2 separate regions of the Mus musculus genome follow, and region 1 is linked to region 2. The links are chromatin contacts, called in public targeted proximity ligation maps. All regions are on one chromosome and are shown on one strand. The core of a region is the stretch at or near the end of the contact, and the rest is flanking DNA. Distances in the headings are between cores, read along the strand shown.

Evidence for each region.
Region 1: a contact with region 2 is called in a targeted proximity ligation map of bone marrow-derived macrophages, with 4 times the contacts expected there. A contact is called at or near these places in 1 of 39 promoter capture datasets (cranial neural crest) and 2 of 130 datasets of targeted methods (bone marrow-derived macrophages and pancreatic cancer cells).

The regions. Positions count from the first base shown.
Region 1 is chr19:10,644,844-10,649,388 of GRCm38.p6, reverse strand. 4930524O05Rik (RIKEN cDNA 4930524O05 gene) reads left to right here and starts at 1,336. Exons shown (of 3, transcript NR_045316.1): 1 at 1,336-1,453; 2 at 2,344-2,555; 3 at 3,434-3,695. It overlaps Vwce (von Willebrand factor C and EGF domains), which reads right to left. Exons shown (of 20, transcript NM_027913.2): 7 at 4,267-4,395; 8 at 2,437-2,855; 9 at 2,264-2,357; 10 at 881-963.
Region 2 is chr19:10,238,574-10,243,294 of GRCm38.p6, reverse strand. Myrf (myelin regulatory factor) reads left to right here and starts at 2,547. Exons shown (of 26, transcript NM_001033481.1): 1 at 2,547-2,736. The coding sequence starts at 2,691.

The sequences.
Region 1 (4,545 bases), core at 87-2,586, 410 kb before region 2:
CTATCTATGCATCTCCTAACAAGACTTTCGGCAAAGGGACATCACATCTCCAGGATCTTCTAACATGGGTGGAATCAGTGCCTGTCTTACCACATAAAATTGGAAGAATGCACACAAATTCCTCTCCTCCTCATGCTTAACATACAGGAAGAGCTAGATGAATGCTACTGGCATTCTCTGCGTCTCTGATCACACACCACCCCATCAGCAATTGTGGCCAGCTCTGGAGCTGTGTTTAAAGGTAGCCAGAGCATGGCAGCAACGGTTGGTAGACAAAGCCTGGAACAGACCACTGTTCAAACCCCAGCTCCACCAGCTTCCAGCCTCCATCTTTGAATCTACAGATCCAGGACCCACCCTGCATTTTCTGGGAGCCTCTGGTTAAGAAACAGGGGAAGGGCATCAAATCTGTGCCTGACACCCAGTGGGTGCCCAGAATTAAATTCACACAGGCAGCATCTGACACATGATTACTCTCCGAGGAGTGTAATCATGCCAGAAGCAAAAATACTCAAGAAGCCCAGGGCTTAATGAGGTTGCTCTCACCCAGATGTGGACACCTTTGTTGTGGTAATAAATATTTTGCCTGGAGAAAGCAGGCTCCTTGGGGAAGTTCCTGAGAGAGTTCTACCCTTCCCTTCCCAAATAGATGGACCCTGTTCTGCCCTGGCTCTCGCATGCACAGCAGATACCCTCCACAGCCATTGGCCAGAGCTTGGATGCTTCCAATGACCTTCTCAAACTCAATAGTTTTAGATTCAAAGCCTTGCATCAAGCTCCCTTCCAAGGAGAAGTTCATCTTCAACATCCAGTCTGTTCCCCTCCTTGACAACCCCCAAAGGTTAAGACAACATGCGGTGGTGAATCCCGGGTTGCTTACCAGACAGACACACACAGTACAGTTCTCCTCAGGAGGTGAAAACACATCCCCTTCGGCTCGGATAGCGCCACTGTGAAAGCAGCCTTTGAAAGACAAACAGGAGGTGGGGAACGTCAGCCTCCTCAAAGGACAGGAAACCAGGTCTCTTCTCTTTGAGGCGTAATACTTCTGGAACATTCTCTCACCACCCTGGATGTGCCAGCAGTGGCAGACATAGGTCCCTTGAACTGGGTGGTCCTAGGACTGCTGGGAAACAGCACAGGAGACAGATGCAAGAGTAGCTACAGTGGCTGTGAGGGTGTGCCTTGAAGTGTGTCCTGAGAAAGGGGCATTTCGTTCCCACCACACAGGAGACGCTATGTTCCGAACCTAGAGTTCTAGCTCCGTTTACCCAAGTAGCCCTGCCCACGTCACGATGCCTCTCTGTGACTCAGCTATTCTCACCATAATAGGGAAATATCACTATGTAGCCAGCAGGAGACCTGAAAGGATCCAAAATCTCGGTTATAAAGAGAACTCAGCTCTTTCCTTCAGGGCCCCATACATAGGTGGAACATGGTAGAAAACGGAAATGTAAGACAGCAATGTAGGCACTGCCTCGGCAGACCCTGGAAAGATTTTTGGTTTTATGGTGCTGCAGATTGAATTAGGACTTCCCTCACACATAGTAGGCAAGCCCCAGCCCCAGCCCCAGCCCCAGCCCCAGCCCCAGCCCCAGCCCCAGCCCCAGCCCCAGCCCCAGCCCCAGCCCCAGCCCCAGCCCCAGGCCCATAGCCCCAGCCCCAGCCTATGGGAGGAAAGTGAAATGATTGTCCTCCAGCAATGTAGGGTAGGTAGGACTGGGGAAGGAAGTCAACAGAATGCATGTGCACTGAAAGGAAGGAAGGAAGGAAGGAAGGAAGGAAGGAAAGGAAAGGAAAGGAAAGGAAAGGAAAGGAAAGGAAAGGAAAGGAAAGGAAAGGAAAGGAAAGGAAAGGAAAGGAAAGGAAAGGAAAGGAAAGGAGGAAGGAGGGAGGGAAGGATGAATAGAAGAGGAACAAAGGAGGGAGGGAGGAGGGAGGGAGAAAAGGAAGGAGGAAAGAATGAATGGAAGGAAGGAGGAAGGGGAGGAGGAAGAAGGAAGGAAAGAAGGCAGGCAGGCAGGATGGGCCAAGAAGAGCAGCCTGCTAGAAGGTTTTCCTTGAAGAGCTCTTCAGCATAGACAAATGGTTCTCAAAGTGAGATTCCAGATCAGCAGCAGCAGTGTAGTGTTGTATGTTCTCAGGCCCCACCCATGAACCTCCAAGTCAGATTTCCAGGTGACACCAAGAACTGATTGCAGGAGAAGTTGAATAATAAATAGCCCCTGGGCTGCAAAAGGCTAGAGGAAGAAAGAGCTCTTACCAGTGCAAGAGGGGCAGCACCCCCCATCTCTCGGGGGAACTGGGTGGGAACAGGTAGCGTCACACCTTACTCCTCCACAGGTCACCTCTCCATCCTGAATGCACAAACAGGAGTTGCAGTGGTGGGCAGAACCTAGACACTCCCCCAAGGCAGCCTGGGGACTTCACACCTACCTGGCACAAGCACTGAGAACATCCGGGCTGGTTCCAGCGGCTGCCTGATTCATACGTGGCTCCCAGGTGCCAACAGGAAGAGGACCCTGCTCCCAGCTTTGGGCTTTCAGGACCCCTAGGTGAGGAAGGGGTCCCTACAGCCCCCTGGAGGAGTGAGGGGGGTCCAAGGGTCCCCAGTGGGGAGGAACTTGGCACTGGAGTGGATATCAACTGTGTGGGAAAGAATGTGGGTAGGACCTGGGTGGTAGATGGCTGACTGATTGTTCTAACTCCAGTGGGGTATCCTGGGGCCCCTGGAGGAGGGCTGTGTCCTGGGGACAGGGCAGGCCGGCCTGCCTCAGGGAGGAGCAGGGACATCTTAGCAGGATGCTGTCGGGGCTGCAGGATGGCAGATGGGGCCAGAACGGCCTTCGGGAAAGCTGAAATGGAAGCACAGGGTCTCCTAAGGAAGGCAGCAGGGGCAGGAAGTGGGGTTCGAGAGGCCTAAACAGGTCCTCAGCCACATAAAGTAACAGGCTGTGACCTACTGAGGCCACAGCGACAGCCACAAGGGAAGAAGGCTGGGAAAACACTAATGGGCAAGAAAAGATCCTAAACCAGTAACAAGGAGGTCCGGCAGCCCAAGACTCAGCTGCCCTTCCTTCCTTAACAGCTATAAGGGAACACAAGTTTTCCTGAGGCTGGAAGGCCTTCAGGGTCCATCCTGGAAACAACTCTCCCCAACTGCTCTGGGCTGGGGTTTCATTGCGTCCCCTGCTTCCCATCTAGCTATGGCTTCCCTGCAGTGGAGCTAGGGCTCAGGATGAGGGCTCAGCGGAGGGTTCCCTGCAGTGGCACTGTCTGGTCACCTTGAGGGAGGAGGCTCCTGCCCACACGTAAAGACCTGGGAACTGAACCGGCATTTCCCCTACAGATGAACATCTACTGCACCTCGTCACAAAAACGGAGAATCCCCTTATGGCTGTTTTTTGTTTTTTCCTTTTTTTACCATTTGTAGGCAATAGCTGGCGACAGTGAAAAGGGAAAGGACTGCATAAAGAAGTTGAAGAATGGGGCTGGAGAGCCATCTCAGAGGTTAAGGGCACAGGCTTCTCTTGCAGAGGAGCTGGTTCTGTTCCCAGCAGTCACATGGTGACTCATACAATCCACAGCCCCAGTCCCAGGAGGTCACTTCTTGGCCCTTCTGGAGCATGTGGTACACATACAAACCAGCAGGCAAAACCCTTATAATATACATAAAATAAATCTTTCTAAAAGCCCCAACCCTTTTATTAAAAATAAAGGGAAAGAAAGAAAGAAGGAAGGAAAGAAAGAAAGAAAGAAAGAAAGAAAGAAAGAAAGAAAGAAAGAAAGAGAGAGAAAGAAAAGGAAAAAAAATCCAGGATGGAGAAATGGTTGCTATTGCAGAGGACCCAGGTTTGGTTCCAAGCACCCACATGATGCTGTAACCCCAGTTCTAGGGGATCTAACAACCTCTTCTGACTTCCACAGGCACCAGACACACACATATAAATAGGCAAAATACTCATATGCATAAACATTTTTTTTGTAAGTACATTTTTAAAATGTAAGGGAACAGGGAAAGCGAGAAAGAAAGCGGGGGGCATTGGTAGTGACAAACAAAAAGAACTGGAAAAAAGGCGGGATTTAAAGAACGAGTTTGGCAAAGAGGGGGCCTGTGGTTAGGGGGTGAGGTCTGGTACCTCAAGGGCAGAACCAAGATCTTTAAGATATGGTTTGGAGTCAGGAGAACAAGATCTATGGAGTGGGCTTTTGTGCTGAGAAGGCAGGACTAAGAGCTAGAGGGTAGGGCTAGGGCCTGGTGCTCACCTTCACAGGACACACGGTCAGATCGAAGCCTGAAACCAGGTCTACAGGTGCACAGGAAGCTGCCCACAGTGTTGTGGCAGGTGTGGTGACAGACTCTCCTCTCTTGTGGCCGCCGACACTCGTTGACATCTGTGGGAGAGCCTTGCTGCCTTACCTTGGCCATGGAGCCCTTTCTCATCCCCTTCCTGAATGCTGAAGACTGGGAGAGTTCAGCTGCAGAGCTCTAGAGTCCATCCAGGTACAAGATGTGACTCAGAAAGCTAGGGATGGAGTTGGTGT
Region 2 (4,721 bases), core at 1,298-3,797:
CCCTCTCGGTGGGGCCCCGGCTGGAAAGAGGGAGCTGTGGTCAGTGCCCACAGCTGGGCCTCCAGCAAAATCTCACTCTATATACCTAAGAGAGGCAGCTCTGAGAACCGCCCCCAGAGGGACAAAACCTCATTGTGAGGCACCCGCCAGCCTAGGCATCCCCTCCCCCAAGTCCTCCTCGGAGGGCCACCGCAAGCCTGCTGACTGGGCCACATCTGGAGCTCAGGCTCTGACTGCCCTTCCCCCATGCTGGCCACTGAGAAGAAGGGAGACAGATGGGAGAATAGGAGAGCTCAGGGGGTCTCACTCGACTCCCTGCAAAGCTGGGCTTGTGCTCCACCTTAGTTTGGCAGCCACTGCCAGAAAGAGTCAAAAGTTCTAAGCTGGCTAGGTTGGTATCTTGATTTGATAGTAAGTTTTCCCAGCCTTCTGGGTTGTTGTTGTTGTTGCTGTTGTTGTTGTTGTTGTGTGTGTGTGTGTGTGCCTGACTTTGTAAACCCCCACTGGCATTGCACTTGCAATCCTCCTGCCTCAGCCTCCCAAGTACATTGGTTATAGGTATATTCCCCCACGCTTCGGGAGGCTGCTCAGTTTCATCTTTCCCAGACAGTGGTAAAGCTTTCTGGTTTTGACTTCCTATGCCTAAGGGTTCTCTGAGGATGTGCCCTGAACCACTCTGTAGTGTGGTGATTTACTGGGTCTGGGATTCTAGAATCCTAGATCTAGGGTTCTGAAGTTTACAGGTGCCATTCTCCATACATTCAACCTGTACTTTTTGAGTACCTATTGTGTGTGAGGTGTGTGTGTGTGTGTGGGGGGGGGTTGGTGTTGAAGTTATAGCAGTGCCCTCATAGGCCTTCCTGAGAAGGAGACTAATGGAAACTACATGCAGAGCTACGCGCCTATGAGGGTGAGACAGGTTGAGGTGGAGTAACTGCTTTGGAAAGAATACCCCAAGCTGGGCAGTGGTGGTGCACAACTTTAATCCCAGCACTTGGGAGGCAGAGGCAGGCAGATTTCTGAGTTCGAGGCCAGCCTGGTCTACAGAGTGACTTCCAGGATAGTCAGGGCTACACAGAGAAACCCTGTCTTGAAACCACCACCACCACCACCACCCCCAAAAAAAGAATACCGATGTGTGCACTGAGGTCTGGTGGCTGAGAAGAACTAGCCATTTGGGAGCAAGCATCACAAATGAACTAACATGTGCCATGGCCCTGTGGCAGATGTGGGCCTGGCATGTTCGGGTGATGGCAGAAGGTCTTGGTAGCAATGGTTAAGTGAGCCACGCAGAAAGCAGTTGAAGCTGAGGTCATTGTTACAAGTGGAGAGAGATGAGCCAGGTTTCTGAGAAACCAGGGCAAGAGGTTTAGATGTCAGAGTGCAAGGAGAAACCACTGGTTTTACCAAAGGCATGGTGGTATGATCTGACTTCTGCTTCATAAAGAATTAGTTGGGAGGACTGTAGAGGAATCATTAGGAGAGATGCTGTGTAATGGGGGCAAGATGGAGGTGAGAGTCCAAACAGGAGACACGATGGTTTCATCCCTATGTGATTTCAGATTAAACATCAGGTAGGGCAGCAGGGAGTAAGAGTATAACTCTTAGTGGTGGTGGCACACGCCTTTAATCCCAGCACTTGGGAGGCAGAGGCAGACAGATCTCTGAGTTTAAGGCCAGCCTGGTCTACAGAGTGAGTTCCAGGACAGCCATGGCTACCCAGAAAAACCTGTCTTGAGGAAAAATAAAGAATGGCTCTCATTAAACTCTGAACCCTATTGACCTTGAACTGTACTGCCTAATACTACCAAGGTCACACATAACTAATTATGCTCAAAATAATTAAAATAAAACAAAGCTGAAAAGTCAGGAGCTCAATCCCCAGAGCCATATTTCAGATGCTCAGCTGCCACTGTGGCTAATGACAACACCTAGAGTATTTCCACCATTCTAGAAAGTTCTATGTAGAAGCACTTCTCTAGAGGGCACTCATTAATCCTTAGCTTCCTCATCTGTAAATGCAAATTGTAATAGTTCCAGACAGGTGGCAAATGCCTTTATTCTCAACACTAGGGAAGCGGAAGAAGGCGGATCTCTCTGAGTTTAAGGCCAGACCTACATAGATTCGGTGTGCGTTGGGCCTTGGGGGGTGGGGGTGGGGAGTGGGGAAGTGGGTGTGTACCTCCCTAACAAAGACCTGCCGGAATTAACAGAGTTTAACACCTATAGAGTACTTAGCACAGAGTATCCCTTTGTTACCTGGGATAGGGTGAATACGAAAAGGAATAGGAGCTATCTCTGAGATCTGGTACTGAAAACCCTCAGATTCATAATCTGGAACCCTACCTATACCAGAAAAGAGTGAAAAGCGACTAATCCACAGACTTTAAGGCAAGGCAGTACCCAGGACACCACCGCCGCGTCGAGCGCCCCCTGCAGACGACGCGGCACCCTGCTACCCGAGGTTGCGGCTCTGGGCGTACCGCCAGAGGGCGCTGAGGGCGGCGGGCGGGGCGCGGGGCAGGCGGAGGCCGGGCTAGGGCTGCGGGGAGCGAGCGTGAGGAGAGCCTGGCCGGACTGTACCGGGAGCCCAGCCGGGACTGTCGCGCGGGCCGCGCCGGCGATGCCGCGCCCCCGGGCCAGGCTGTAGCGGGGCTGCGGCCGGAGCGCACGCGGCGGGCAGGCGGGCCATGGAGGTGGTGGACGAGACCGAAGCGCTGCAGCGCTTCTTCGAAGGTGAGAGACCGCGGGGTTGGCTGGGCGATCAACCTCCTGCTCTGGGATAGGCCAACCAGTCTCCCTGAGGACAGGAGACCCATGGGGTTTCCACCATGCACCCAGAAAGGACCTCCAGAAAGCCTCCTTTTTGGCAGGGACTCTACTTCAGACTGGCAACAGCGAGGTGAATGGCTTCGAGATAGGGAGTCTCTAGATGTCTGCCCAAGCCCGTTGGACTTGGGTTTCCCCGAATCGGCCTCCAACACTCAACTTCCTTGGGGATGGGTTCCTTCTGTGCTCGGCTCTCCTCGAAGCCTTTCGGGTCCTGCGGTCCCTGAATGGTGATACTCCAACCCTCAGCACACTTCTCTAGTCTGAGGACGCTGTACTCCACCCATACCAGCCTCTTTCTTACTCCATCTAGCCTGGGACTTCCCTTTTCCCTTAAGGCTGGGACCCCAGAGCCTAGCCTACCTTCTAGGAGCAGGGACCTCCTGACTGTGCTTCCTGGAGGCTGAGACATCCTTGGAGGCTGTCACCTGTCTTGGGCAATGCTGCTTCCTCCACTAAGGCTGAAATAAATGCTCCTCTAAGCAGCTACTACTTCCTTGCCTGGGGCAGGACCTTCTCTTTAGTGTGATTTCCTAGAGATGGAACTCCCTTGAAGCTGGCTGACATCTCTGTCACCAGCAACCTCTGCCCTAGGAGACCTCCAATGCTGTAAATGGCACCCCACCAGCCCCTATGAGGCGCCTCAGGGTTGGGTCCCTCACACCTGACCCAGGAGCTGACCTGGTCCCCCCCTCACCTTGACCTGAACTTCTCCAGTAGGATCTATGTACGCTCCATTATATATGTTTTCCTCACCTCCCCCACCTCCCAACCCCCACATTGATTTTAGAGTCTGGTCCTGGTCTAAATACTGCCTCAGCTTTTCCTGAACAGACCCTGCCCCTCCCCCCATGAAAGCTGGGTTCAGGAGGGAAGGGGCTGGTGTAGGAGGGGGAGGGGAAGTGCAGGCTGACATCTCCCAGCCTGCTGGGTTTCTCAGACCCTTATTGGAGACCGAGGCACTTGAACACCTTTTGTATCTATCCCCACTATGTTGAGAAACTATTCCCTGCCTCACCCTCTTCCTAGTCCCTCAGCTAACATCTTGCCCCTAAGTACTGGTCGAGGCTTCCATGAGCAGAACCTGTTGCCCTCAACATACCAGGCTGGGACTGTGAGTTGCAGGATGGAAAATCAAGACCCAAGTTTAAAGCCCAGTGCCCAGTTCCTGAGAGATTTCCCCACGCAAGAAGAGGACTTTATTCGTTTCTCTTTCCATGACGTGGGGAACCACAGAATACTTTTGTCCATCCACTCCTACATCTGAGCAGCCCAGGAGAAGACAGCTCCAGTCTCAGGTTAACTTAACTCTAGGATGTTGAACACCCAGGCAGAACAAGTCTTGAGGCTGCAAAATGCTAGGCTTGGACTAAATTCAGTGATCAAGTCTGAGGCAGCTATACCATTTGAGGGTGCAAGACACCACCCCTCAGTCCAGGAGCTCTCTGGGAGCTTCCCAACTTTGGGCAATAGGCTAAGAGTGCACAGGGACTTTGTGAGTAAAGATTCTAGAAGAAGAAAGAAGTCAGTGGTCCTTGTTGGGTACAAGTACTGATTGGGGGTGCCTAGTGTATTCTTGGTGCCCCTAGTGACCCATGAACCAGGACTCTTTGGTTTATGTAGGTATCCCTCCCCCACCCCACCCCCACCTGGGCTCTGGGCACAGGGGTGGGCCTAATTGGCCTGGACTCCTCACTTCTGAGCCAAACTTTCCCTCTTGGCCTGAGGTGGGGGGGTGGTGGTGGTGGATGGAAGGCTGACGCCACAGCTTAGCCATGCAGCTGCCTGGCAGGGAGGCTGGGCTGCTCCCTCCAGAGAGATAAGAGGAGACTCAAGAATGTCTGTGGGGAGCAGGCGGGGTGTGGGGCCTGCTCAGGAGGGCCGGGATTCAG